2 separate regions of the Hordeum vulgare genome follow, and region 1 is linked to region 2. Evidence: chromatin contacts called from public Hi-C data. All regions are on one chromosome and are shown on one strand. Each heading gives the region's core, a stretch centred on a gene start, on an enhancer-like site or on the middle of the called end of the contact. The rest is flanking DNA. Distances are from core to core; before and after follow the strand shown.

Region 1 (7,081 bases), core at 1,291-3,790, 450 kb after region 2:
AGACACTTTTTATGCTGCCGCGAGTCTCGGCTCCGACGGGAGACCGTCTGGAGCTTCGTTTCGGCACCTTGCCGGAGGGGGTATCGATCACGAAGGGCCTCTTCATCAACCTTGCTGCCCTCACGATGATGTATGAGTAGTTCATCACAGACCTATGGGTCCATAGCCAGTACCTAGATAGCAATCTCAAGGCAACCATTAGTCCATAGGGATTGTTATCAATTACCAAAACCACATATGGAGAAATATGCTCTAACACATGCATAAAACAACAACTGACACTTGGCACTGGGTCAATAGGTTAGTGCTCAAAAATAATATAAATAGGTAAATAAATACCCCCAAATTATCCTAGAATGATAATATATGAGCATAGAACAATAAAAAAATATAGATACATGGGAGACGTATGAGCGCTCCGGCGCCACCGGGAGAGAGGGGGGAGAGATCCCCCTTCTTCTTCTTCCTTGGTCTCCTCCCTAGGTGGGAGGAGAGTTTCCCCTCTGGTCCATGGCTGCCATGGATCCCGGAGGGAAAGAGCACCTCCGAGGTTGGATATCTCTCTGTGTTTCTCTCATGTTTTCGCGATTGTTTTCTGGCCCTTCACAATTTCTTAAATATTCGGAGATCCGCAACTCCGATCAGGATGAAATTTTGAGGGAATTTTAATTGTAAAATTATGTTTGTTGCGGCAAAAGTAGGCCCCTAATCTATTTAAAGGGGAGGCACAAGCTAACAAGATGTGGCCCACCCACCTAAGCGCACCTTGTTGCGTGGTGGGCCCCCCGGCACCGTGTTGCATTGATCATTCTTCCCAAAATTCACATATATTCCAAAAAATCTCCATAAATTTTTATTGCATTTGGACTTTGTTTGATATGGAATTTCTATGAAACAAAAAACATACAAAAAATAGGAACTGACAATGGACACTGGATAAGTAAGTTAGTCCCAAAAATAATGTAAAATGTTGTCAAAAGTATATGAAAGTGATAGGATATTGGCATGAAACAATAAAAACTTATAGATATGACGGAGACGTATCATGTCATCTAATTCTTGTTCTATCAAATCACAGATACTCAATATTTCCTACTTTCTAGCACAACTCATGCCAAAATATATTTGGTCAAACTTAAACAAATTTGATATAGGACAAATCCAAAACTTCAGGCCTCCTTTGGATTATAGGGTAGAAAAATCATATGAATAGAAAAGTCACAGAGAATAAGATGACATGTGTCTCAAATCCTAGCAATAGGAATAGAAAAAGAGATGTCCTTTGATCCATTTCTTCCGTGGGTCTAGGCTAACATTTATTTTTCTATGAAATGTGAAGGATCGAAATGATTCCTCCGTAGAAATAGGATTTTACTTCTCCGAACCAAATGAATGTTTTTATTTCTCTAAACCTAAACCAAAGGAGGCCTCAATTATTTTAGAAGGGGGTAGTATTTTTTATGTTGATGATGTGTTTGATCTTGATGCGTATGGCATGATTTTTGTTCAGTACATTTATGGCTCTCTGCATCCCAATGTGCAGATCGGGTGAGTCTGGTCCCCATTTCCAGAAAAGAAAAATGCATTCTTCAAGAATAACCTATTTGTTCAAGCATTCATCAACATAAAATGGCTGACCACACCTGCAGAGTGCTTTTTATGCTTTTAGGCTGGTTGTAATATGGAGTATCATATATTAGTATTATGCATATTACACCCGTAATTCATAGTATCATATGTTAGTATCATAAAATATGTTATTTATTACTCCCTCCGTTCCTAAATATAAATCTTTTAAGATATTTCACTAGGAGTATACATACGGAGCAAAATGAGTGAATCTACACTCTAAATTATGTCTATATACATCCGTATGTAGTCCACTAATGAAACCTTTTTAAAGACTTATATTTAGGAACGGAGGGAGTACCATGCATGACACATAGTAACACACCATTTAATATGATACATTATCATGATATGATACTGAACCCTCTCTGTCTTCATTTAATTTTATGCCACCTCATCAAGATAATCTATTTGACATGCATGATACTCCCTCCGTTCCTAAATATAAGACCTTGTAGAGATTTCACTAGAGGCTACATACGTAACAAAATGAGTGAATCTATACTCTATAATATGTCTATATACATCCGTATGTAGTTTATAGTGAAATCTCTAAAAGGTCTTATATTTAGAAATGGAGGGAGTACTACCTATAATACTCTCATTACGACTTTATAGTGGAATCTCTAAAAGGTCTTATATTTAGAAATGGAGGAAGTACTACCTATAATACTTTCATTACGACTATATAGCCTTATAAAAGAAAAAGAAATGTGTGGGGAAGAACAGAAATTGGCAAGTGCCTTTTGTTTATGGTAAAAATTGCCAGGTGCCTGCCATCCGAAGATCCCCGCCAAACCAACGAAAAATCCCACCTCCACGCGGCCCCGCGGCGGTCAAGGTCAATGCCCCTCCCCTCCTCCCTCCCCTCCCGCACGCGAATCGACAAACGGAAGCGTTGAAGAAGGCGGGGCGAAAGCGCCGCTCACGCGTCACGGAAATCCCACCCGCAAACAAACGGTTGTGTTTCTCACCAACAAGTCTCCTCCCCTTCCCCTTGGCGGTAGCCCCCTTTCCAATCTACCTCACCAACGCGGAGAGGAAGAAGCATCTTCTTCTAATACTTCTATAGCCAGCCCCGCCGGCCCCCCGACGGAGCCGATTCGATTCGATCCCCTTCGAATCTAGCCGTGGTGCTGCGGCGCGCGGGGACACGGAGGGCCGGCGAAGATGCACAGGAGCAAGGGGAAGCTGTCGGGCGTCCTGAGCAAGGGCTTCAAGCCCGACAAGTGGTCAGTCCAGATCGTCCCTGCTCGCGTATTCTTGCTTCTTCTTTCCTTTCCCCGTTGGTTTCCGCGGGGTGCGAAATTGAACGCTTGTTGTTGTTGTTGTTGTTGTTGTTTTTGTGGCGTCTCAGCAAGATTGCCCTCAAGATGGCCATGGCGCGGATCAAGCTGCTGCGGAACAAGAAGGAGGTGCAGGTGCGCCAGATGCGCCGCGAGGTCGCGCAGCTGCTCGACGGAAACCAGGACCAGACCGCGCGCATCAGGGTAAGCCTCGATGTGTCTGTGTGAACTGAGTATCGGGCCAATGGTTGGTCGATTGTGCTAACTTATCTTCCCTGTTACATTATGCTATTGCCAATTTCTGTGCTCAAGTACGTCCGTCCGCTTGTCACAAAATTCTATGCTTCTGCCCGGCATTTTCTTCTACTACTGACCTATGCCATTTCCCCCACAGGTTGAACATGTCATAAGGGAAGAGAAGTTCATGCAAGCATATGACCTGATCGAAGTGTACTGCGAACTTATAGTGGCACGCATGTCCATTATTGATTCACAGAAGTAAGCCAAGTTTATATTTCTTGACTGTAAACCAGTACCTACTGCTCCATGTCTTTATCTGATGTCTGTCTGAAATTGCTTTATTTTCATCTAGAGAAGCAGACACACGGTTTATAGTTTGAGAACTACCAGTTACTGTACATCTCATTTTTTAATTATTTGCATAGTTGATAGGGTAGGAGTTATCTTCTATCCATTATCAGCGAACTAGGGTATCGTTTCTCGGGTCATGAGTTACCTTTTATCTTTTTCCTGATCAGCAAATCATGATTTAGCTGGTCTCTTCCGAGCTTATAAAAACTGCTCCATATTATTCATGTAGAGTCTTTTCCTGGGTAATCTGAAAACTAAAGGGTGTTTGAATGATCACACTTTACCCTAACAAATATTGGCCATGACCAAAGTGCAGGCATGATTTTTTGGTGCCGGACAAATAATGGACTAAACATGGGTGAGCCAAAATTTGGCTCGGTCATGCTGACCAGGTAGTCATGCAAATAGGAAGAATGATTCGTCAACGTAACTTTGATCCAGTTCTCACTAAATTTCTATTGAATACCTCTGCAAGTGTGCATGCGTGTAAACGTGAGCACCATGATTTAGACCCTGGCGGGTGAAATCGTACCCCCATAACTGCACCACCACAACAAGATGTGGTTCTCGCTGACTGCGACTTTGTTGAAGGTTGAAAAAGAAGCTTGCCGATTCCCTGGGCCATGCCAGATAATGGCACCATCCAAATGATGACCAAAATTTAGGTTATTGCTAAATTTTGGTGGTTTGCTGGGGCTAGCCCGGTGCACTGGCGCAGTCAATCTGGATAAAAAGTGACATGCTCCTGTCTTTTTTCAGTGCAAGTCCATGTGTCAAATATTGAGAACCTGTTTCTCATGGTACTGTAAGTCTTGGGTAATCGAAATATTGATCAACCTGTTTGTCAAGCCAAGTGCCACCACTGACATGAAAGATCATTCCCTTCAGGAATAGTTGCACTTGCATGTAGCTTCATTATCAGCAATTTATAGCATAATTCTGTAATAGTTGTTTGAGGACTTCTGCACTTTTCTGGTAAACTTAAAAACATTAACAAATATGACAGGGATATGAAACATCAAGTCCAAAACAGTCTGAAACTATTGCCGGCTGAATAATAATTTCTATTGGTCCTATGTTCTGCTGTGTTCTCATGCTATAGATCTATTTTTGTCCTGAATATTTCTGTACTTACAGTTACATGTTTGTTTTCCTGAATCTAGGACTTGCCCTATTGATCTGAAGGAGGCAGTAGCGAGTGTTATATTTGCATCAATGAGATGTTCAGATGTCACAGAACTAGCAGATGTTCGGAAGAATTTCACAAGCAAGTACGGGAAAGAGTTTGCCGCATCAGCTCTTGAAGTGCGGCCTGACAGCGGCGTAAACCGTCTGGTATTTTTCTGCTTTTCAGTTTTTGAATTGGACGAAGGTTTTGCAGCTGTATACTTTTCAAAACAATTATTGTGCATACAGGTAATCGAGAAGCTCTCAGCAGGAGCACCGGATGTACAGACTAAAACCAAAACCTTGAGCTCAATCGCGGCAGAGCACAACATAAAATGGGAACCAAAAGCATTTGAGGAGCAGAAGCAAAATGAGGATCGGATGGTAACTAACTGACCTGAAGTGATTTTGGGGTTAAGCTTTTTGGCTCTAACCTGATATATTATCTATCTTGTAGTATGGATCAACATATTCTGGAGGAAACGTTCCAACTCCGGGATCATCAGCTTCTAGTGTGCCAACTCCTCAACCTGCAGCAGCTCCCTATTCATCTGTTCAATCAGCCACTTCTCGTGTGCCTGCAGGACCTTCTTATGAATCTTCTGAAGCTCCAGCAAATAGAAACCCACATGGCACTGCCAACTCTAATGCTTCCACACAGGAAAATAGAAGGGAGTCAGATGCTTCAGTGCCTCCTACCTCCCAACATGGTGCAACTACTTCCTCAGCCGATATTCCTGGATCTAACAGCTTTTCTCATGTAAATACTGGGAGTTCAAGTGTTTCTAGACCTTACTCTCAATTTGGCACAACAGTTCCAGGTACGATTGAAGGTTATACTATTTTATTATCCTCACATTTTAGAGATCGCAACCAACTATTGAGGTTGATTTTGCATAGAAAACCTACTCTCCAGGTTTATTGCACAAAGCACCACCTGGTGTAACCCGTTGCAGTAAGCTCTAATACATTGTTTGATTACGTCGACATGATTCTTGATGAGTGGATTCGTCTTGTAAGTGCACACGTGGCAAAATCAATCTTATGAAATCAGTCGGCAATAAAAACTAACAATATTTGCAGTTTTAGTTGCTCATTACCATTTTGTTTAGAACTTAACATTTATAAGAATCCAAAAATCAGTAAATCGTATATATACATACCCAGTACTGATTTGAGAACTTTTTAGCTTATTTGTACAAGTTTTCAAGATATTGGCATTCTGTTCGCTCAGTTGAATTTTTTCCTCCAAAATTCAACGTTTTCAAGAAACAAAAAAAAACAGTAAATCATATATGTGCCAAGTATTGATCTGTTTTTTTTTACTCATTTTGACCATAAGTTTGAGAGACAATGGAAATTTTAGTTACTCCGAGCGATTTTCGAATTTACTTTATTTTACCTAATTCTATCTACGCCCCAGGTGCTAGGAACAAAACAGTTCTTTCCTTTTTCTGATCATAAAGAAGCCATATGAAGCTAAGGTTTCATGGCTAATGTGCCATGTTTTTTTGCTGCATGTACACTTATCTGCAAGTATTACACCAATAAGGTGGTGTTTTGTGCGACAAACCCGAAGAATAGGTGTTCTGTGCAAATTCAGCCCCAATAGTTGGTTCTTTGTGCATTTTCCTCTGTTCTTCTTAGTTAATAGTTTATTTTATTTTTGCAGACCCAGTATCCAGGACTGAGGAGATCAACCGTCCCAGGGAAAGGAAGTCTTCAGCTAGTGGTTCCAATTGGAATGTGGAATTCAAGGATGCAGCATCTGCAGCACAGGCAGCCGCAGATTCTGCAGAGATGGCAAGCATTGCTGCCAGAGCTGCTTGCCAACTTGCTAGCCGTGGAAACTTCTATGCAGAGCAAGATACCGGTGCTTATGAATCAGCTACTTATACAAATGATACAACACCCAGGAAGCAACAAGCTGAACGTTTGATGAAGAATGATAAGAGTTTTAATGAGCAGAGTTCAGGTGTTAATGATCCGACGATGATCTCAAGCAATACAAGAAAAGATGAAGAAAGAGCAGAAACAAACCGTGTGAGTAGCCAGAATATGTCAACTCCTTACTCATCTCAGTTCCACTCTTATGCTCCTGAAAATCATACTGATATGTATGACATGCCAACCGAACCACATCGTGCTCATTCATCTGGGCCTCCATATTTTGATGATTCATCTGAGGCTCCATATTTTGATGATCCGTCTGAGAAAGAAAGCAATATCGGAAGACCTGAAGATCATCCGTTTGATTTGCATGAGGAAAGGTTGCCAGATGCTGGATTTGATGGGCACCGCACCAAGGATATAGGAAGCAGGCAAGGTAGCTTTGATCAAGAGAGCAGGAATGACCACTATAATAATTTTGGTGCTTCCCACGGTGGCAGCAGTACGACTTGGGACAA
Region 2 (6,832 bases), core at 1,452-3,951:
TCCAGGGAACAAGTCTCCTTTAGCAGCTAGCGGAGAACAACATGCCTAAACCCACTTTTGTACTCGCCATCATTCTTCTAATTGCTCTCTTCAATGCATCTGCAGGTATGGTGTTTGCTATTTGTTCTTCCCAGTATTTTACTACGTCATTAAATATATATACAACAACTTCTTTTTTCATGCAGGCCAAACCATAGTGGTAGAAATTGATAATGCTGTTCCCCCGAAGTTCATAAAGGTCTGCCTATGTTGATCTCAAAGTTTTTGACCGCAATGCTTGTTGTGTTTCATTATTTCCGTTCCATAGACATATATGTGAGTGCTAGCTAATACTTTCTAGCTCTTTATGTTTTCCTCTAACGGTTGGTCACTTTTGCTATATAACTTATGCTTCACTAGAGGAAATATGTCTACAATTTATGCTTCAATCGACAAATACCAGATGAACAGAATAACTTCTATCTATTCATATGCTAAATTTCATGTATTCTTGTTCTCTGTGCTCTAAATGCAGGGGCACAGCAGGAAGATTCTCACAGAGATTCAGGACTATGACTATGGAGGTGCAAACTCTAGGCATGATCCACGCCGAAGGCCCGGGAGGAATGGCTAGAGTTAAGACCCTTCGTACATATCCCTGCAAATGACCGTGTGGGGTATTACTACATGAAAGCGGGTCATATGAGCGACCAGTCACTCGCGGTAGCAAAGCCTGTATGATTTTCAAAACACCTGCAGTATGGTTTATATATCCAAATATATCAGAGAGCGGGATAGATATTACTCTTATCCTCTAAATAGTCTAGTCAAGTGAAGTTGGGACTGGTTCATTTTAAAGGGCACCAAGTGCTACAAATACATGATGCCATTTGGTGCAGTGATAATAATTTCTTGTGAGCTCAAGCTGTTCTGTGCTCTTCTGTTCTGTTCTCGATTCTGACTAGACCCAGATTCTCCCACACTAGGGCATGCTTGTGTGAAAGCACACTCATCGCACTCATGACATATACAACTGAGGATAATAATTCAAGCATAGAGAAGGAAGTAAAGAGTAATTGGAGAGTGAGTTGTGAGATATACTTACGATAAAGCATGTGATTCTATTCAATTGCCTTCTTCTTTTATGAAATAAGGCCCGGGCTTGATAGGATAAGGATAAAGGTAGCCCTCTGGCCGAGAAAATCCAGCTTCATTCATGCGGTCACTGAGCACATGTAGTATAGGTTTTTTCAATCCATACTCATGCCTGTGTTTCTCAAGATAGGCATTAGCTTCTTCTGCCACCTCCATTGTGAATGCAAACCTATTCTCTTGAGATAACATGAGCTGGTTGATATCCAAGCACACAAGCTTCCCATTTTCCCTTACTTTTCTCACTTTCTCTTCTAAGAAAGGGATACGATCCAACTTGTAACGCAACATATCATCCTCTTTGGTCTGCCACAAACGGAAGGGGATTTTTAAGCATGATGTCACGATGGTGCTAGCAAATAAGATGGAAATAAGGAAAGAATGTAAAGTTTCTAATACATGTCAACAATGCCTATTGTTTCCATTTCAACTGATTTCATCCCATGGCGGTTTTATTGCCTATGCAAACAACAAATGTGTGATATACAGCTGCTTGCATGCCTGCATAACTGCTCGGAAATGGCCAAGCAGCGCTGGACGTGTGACACAGTTTACCCAGAAGGAAAAGAAGGCAGCTCGTTCCTACTTCCCATGACAATGATTGGATTGTCTACAAGAAACATAGTCTAAGACCGCAGCGTAAATCAGTTGGAAAGAAAGTCTGCAGCATAAGAGTCACCAACTTCTTATTTGACAAGTTTAGAAAAAACTGCAATTCAATGCAAGGTCATGACCCAGCACGACCAAAGGGCCTGCGTAAAATTGATATATATCTCATCACACAACTCTCCATTTTCTTTAAGAACCTCCCAAAGTGGGTCCGGATTCCATTACTTATCATAACATAACAAGCAAGCACACAACTCTCCCTTTGCTGAACTATATGTATCTCCGATTCAGTGTGCGTCTGGCTCTGTTACAAGCAGAGCTATATGTATCCCTGTACTGAACTTCGATGAACACAAGCCAATCATTTATCCTGTGTGGCTGTGTTTTAGATTTTGTCAAATACTGTACACCACATGGTAATGGACACCGAATGATGGTTCTCGGGTCTCCTGAACATCAGTATGCCCAACCTACTCCACTGAACAGGGACGCAAAAGTTCTAGGCCCAATCGTATTTCACCGTCCTAATTCCAACAGAAACAACCACGCAGAGACGAGGAGACCGGCCTTGTTCGGCTGTTGCGCATACCAGTTTCCGGCGGCGCCACACTCGCCGCCCACCGCTGACTCGCCCGTCCCCGGCCCCCTTCCCACTTCCAGGCTCACTGCTCTGCTTTTTCTACGAGATAATGGAAACAAAATGATAAGGATTGCGTGAGTTGGCGAGGAGGAGAAGAAAAGGGGAAGGGAAGTAGGTTGCCTGGGTCGGGCTTCCACCTGAGCCTTCATGGAGATGGTGCCACCGCTGCGGCTAGTCCTCCCGCTTGCTTGAGGGATGGAGGGGAGGCCGGCGGCGAGGTGACCGTGGTGGTGGCGGGCGGCGAAGGAAGCGGCCATTGCCATGGACATTTTTTGGACCGGGAGGTTCTTACCTCATCCAGTTCTCGACCTGTTTGGGCACGAGCAAGCGCTGCGGGACCTTATTCATCGACCTGCGCATGCTTTTGGGCCTGCCCATGTGCGGCGCGGGTGCCGCTACTTTTTTCCTGTTGTTCTTTTTGGCTTCATTAAAAATGTTTGGGATTTTAAAAAACGAATTTCAAAATCTTCAGAAATTTTAAAAAAGATCATGAATTCAAAACGTGTTCACGATTTCGATTTTAGTTCTTCAATTTGATAAATGTCTGTGATTTCCAAAAAAAATCTTGAATTCAAAAAATTATTCTAGAATTTGAAAATATGTTCATGAATTCAAACATATTCATGAGTTTCAGAAAACATGTTTGTGATTTCGGAAACAATTCGTGACATGTAAAAATTATTACAAATTTGAAAAACATTCCTGATTTAAAAATGTTCACAATTTACTAAAAAGCAATCACAATTTCGAAAAAAAATGTTCATGGTTTTCAAAAATATTCAAAAGTTTGTAAAACTGATTGTGATTTCAAAAATGTCAAGAATTTCTAAAAAAATGGTTGTGATTCCAGAAAAATTTACAATTTCAAAAAAAATCACAACTCAAAAAATCTTCATGATTTTAGAAAATGTCCATGAATTCAAAATATGTTTGAAAAATAAAAATAAAAAGTGAGAAAGGAATAAAAAAGGAAAAAACGAAACTAAAAGAAAAAACAAACATGAAAGAGGTTATGGAAAGAGGAAAAAAATATGAAAAATGAAAAAAAGGTATAGAACCTTCCCAAAACCGGTGGATGGAGTGAGCGCTACTTGGAAGTGCGACCAGTGAGGGGATGCGCGTTTGGTCGACAACCGCCAACCTATGTGATAAATAGAACCACCAACTTTGATGCACAACAGAAGAATATGGGGTGAAGCATATATGTGGGCTTTCAGCAAAGCCCAAATGAAGTAAATGGCCTAACATTGATCATCGATGGATGTAGTGTTGAAACCCCAAGGGCCGAATGAACCATTGGAGAGCCCCTATTTGACGCTTCATGCATTAGAATATCAGCAAACGTATGGTGCGTCGGTGACTAGGCTGGCTCATATCGGTGCTCGGTATGAATCATAGCGGTTTTCATGATCGATTTTTTAGTCGATTTTCTTTAAAAAAATTACAGTGCAGAGTAATTTTTCTTAACAGTAAAAATGTACTATATTTAAGAAAATGCTCGACGAAAGATGGAAATGTTCAATCAATTTCAAAAATATCTCATATTTCCAAATAAAGGAATTTTGTTTATTTTTTGTTGTATTTTTTAAGTTATTCTTCAATAAAAATTATTCTTGAAAAAATAAAAAATTTGTAGTTTAATAAAACATTTATGAATTTTGGAAGATTTTAAAAATAGAAAGGAAAGAAAATATACTAGAAGATAAATAATGTATCTCCCCAACCCATAGATGTGCACCCACATAGTCGTTAGAACGTGTCGCGCCTGTGCGACGTGCTCGACGTGCGTGCGGAGGGAGGCCTTCCAGATGGCAATTTCTTTAGTAGCTTGTCGACGAGGGGGAGAAGCGAGGAGGGTGACGGTACCTTCACATAGAAGGGAAGGCGAAGGAGGTGATTGGGAAGGATGCAACCGTGCAAGAGAGAACCGCACCCAGTGCTACTGAGACATATGGTGAGCATTTGATGTGGAGGAGAGAGCATTTGCTGAAGTTTGTGTGGAGACAAGAGGCAGTGTCGAAGGTGTCCAGTAGCACATGCACGATTTTGAGCTAAGGTGGATCAGGATGGTAGAACCACGACATCGTCGGTGTAAAGGGAAATACCGTAGGCGGCGTGATGGTTGGTAAGGCGCTTGATCAGACCCGAGCGAACGGCGTGTTGGAGCAACAAGTTTAGGCATTGATGACGATGGTGAACATCATCCATGAAAGGGAGTCGCCCTCCAGAAGACCACGAGCGTGCATGATATGTGGGGGGCATTGATCAAGACGTGGGTGTATCGTGGACCTGGTGGAGATAGGAATGGCCACCCATTCCCAACAATTGTTGCCAAAATCCAAGTGCGAAGATCCTCGAGAAGGAAGGCCAGGAGACAAGTCGAATGACATCAATGCCAAGCTTCAGGAGGATGCGAGGTGACATGAGATTGTACAACTTTGTGGCCATGTGTTTGATACGTTCATTTTGCATCATGAATTACTATTGATATTTGTGTTGATCATGTCCATTATTCCTTATTATCATACAATTATTATGCTCTTTCTCTCTGAATATGCAAGGTACATCACTACGAAGGAAATATTTGAAACTGGAATTCTGGATCGGGAAACCGAGAAAAAGGCAGAAAAATCAACTTTCTCCAAATGACTTAAAACTTTATGGAGAATTTTTCTGGAATATTCGAGAATTTGTGGGCCAAAAATATATGGAGAGGGACCACCAAATGTGCACAAGCCAATACCCTCCACCCCCAGGTCGTGCCCTGATGGCTTGTGGGACCCCAGCTGGCCCTGTGATGACGATCTTCTCCTATGCGGTGGGTTTTACCATAGAAAAAAAGCATAAGTCATCTTTCGGGATGAAGCGCCGTCGTCTCGAGGCGCAAACCTGGACAGTGGCCCTTTGGCTCTCCAACAAAGAGATTATGTCGGGGAAACTTCCCTCCGAGAGGGGGAACTCGAAGCCATCGTCATCATCAACGCTTCCTCCTTTGTGGGAAGACCAATCTTCATCAACATCTTCACCAACACTGTCTCATATCCAACCCTAGTTCATCTCTTGTATTCAATCTTTGTCTCAAAACCTCACATTGGTACTTCTGGGTTACTAGTTGTGTTGATTACACCTCGTAGTTGATGCTTGTTGGATTACTTGGTGGAAGATATTATGTTCAGATCCTTAATTATTATTATTATTACACCTCTTATCTTGAACATGTTGATGGTGTGTGAGTATTAATTATTGTTCCTAAGGACATGGGAGAAGTCTTGTTATAAGTAATCATATAAAGTTGGTATTCGTTCGATATTTTGATGATATGGATGTTGTTACTTCTCTTAGTGGGGTCATGTGAATGTTGACTACATGACACTTCACCATGTTATGGGCCTAAAGGGAGTCATTGTGGAGTAACAAAGATATGATGGGTTGCGGGAGTGACAAAAGCTTAAACCCCAGTTTATGTGTTGCTTCATAAGGGGCTGATTTGGATCCACATGTTTCATGCTATGGTTAGATTTATCCTAATTCTTCTTTCGTAGTTGCGGATGCTTGCGAGAGGGGGTAATCATAAGTAGGTTGTTAGTTCAATTAAGAACAACACCTTAGCACAGGTCCACCCATATATCAAATAATCAAAGTATCAAACGCGAATCAACTCAATATGATGAACATGACTAGACAGAAATTCATGTGTGTCCTCGGGAGCACTTACTTTATATAAGAGAACTTTCAGGCATGTCCTTTGCTACAAAAAGATTGTGCTACCTTGTTGCATCTTTGATACTATTGTTACTTGTCATTTGTTATGAATTATCTTGCTACAAAACAATCTATCATTGTTACTTATAGCACTTGCAGAGAATACCTTGCTAAAAACTGCTTATCATTTCTTTCTACTCCTCGTTGGGTTTGACACTTCTTTCTACTCCTCGTTGGGTTTGACACTCTTACTTATTGAAAGGACTATGATTGATCCCCTATACTTTTGGGTCATTAAGAATCTTTTCTGGCGTCGTTGTCATGGAGAGAAGCGCCTTTGGTAAGTGGAAATTGGCAAGGAAACATTTCTGGTGCGTGCTAAAATTAACTCTTGCTTATAACCATGAACAGACACCCTTTGAGTGGCTTGTTTGGGGTATCTTCGCCTTGATCAGAAGTTGAGGAAATTGTTCCTCAACCCGTTGAACCTACTAAAAATACTTATTATGAGATTCCTTCGGGTATGGTAGAGAAACTGCTTTATCCTATGCATCTAATTCATCATGATCGGAATTTTATTTATAATTGCTGGCCTCATGAAGGAGATAGCATCGCTCAAGCTTGAGGGAGGCTAAAATCTATGATGCACGCTTTCCCCAACCATGAGCTCCCAAAGGAATTGATTATACAAAAAAATTATGCTGGGCTTTCTCATGATGATCAAACATTACTCGATGCTTGTGCTATCGG

The links. A called contact is a pair of places that touch in the nucleus more often than the background predicts.
Region 1: a contact with region 2 is called in a Hi-C map of leaf, with 2.9 times the contacts expected there. The contact joins the promoter of LOC123444226 here to the promoter of LOC123444224 in region 2. A contact is called at or near these places in 2 of 6 Hi-C or Micro-C datasets (leaf and seedling) and 1 of 1 datasets of contacts at active chromatin or transcription factors (embryo).

What each region holds. Positions count from the first base shown.
Region 1 is chr3H:455,640,311-455,647,391 of MorexV3_pseudomolecules_assembly, forward strand. LOC123444226 reads left to right here and starts at 2,541. Exons shown (of 7, transcript XM_045120886.1): 1 at 2,541-2,861; 2 at 2,987-3,119; 3 at 3,310-3,413; 4 at 4,670-4,841; 5 at 4,923-5,057; 6 at 5,131-5,494; 7 at 6,346-7,081. The coding sequence starts at 2,800.
Region 2 is chr3H:455,194,499-455,201,330 of MorexV3_pseudomolecules_assembly, forward strand. LOC123444224 (protein PLASTID TRANSCRIPTIONALLY ACTIVE 7) reads right to left here and starts at 2,702. Exons shown (of 4, transcript XM_045120883.1): 1 at 2,518-2,702; 2 at 2,330-2,410; 3 at 1,085-1,437. The coding sequence starts at 2,649. The coding sequence ends at 1,105.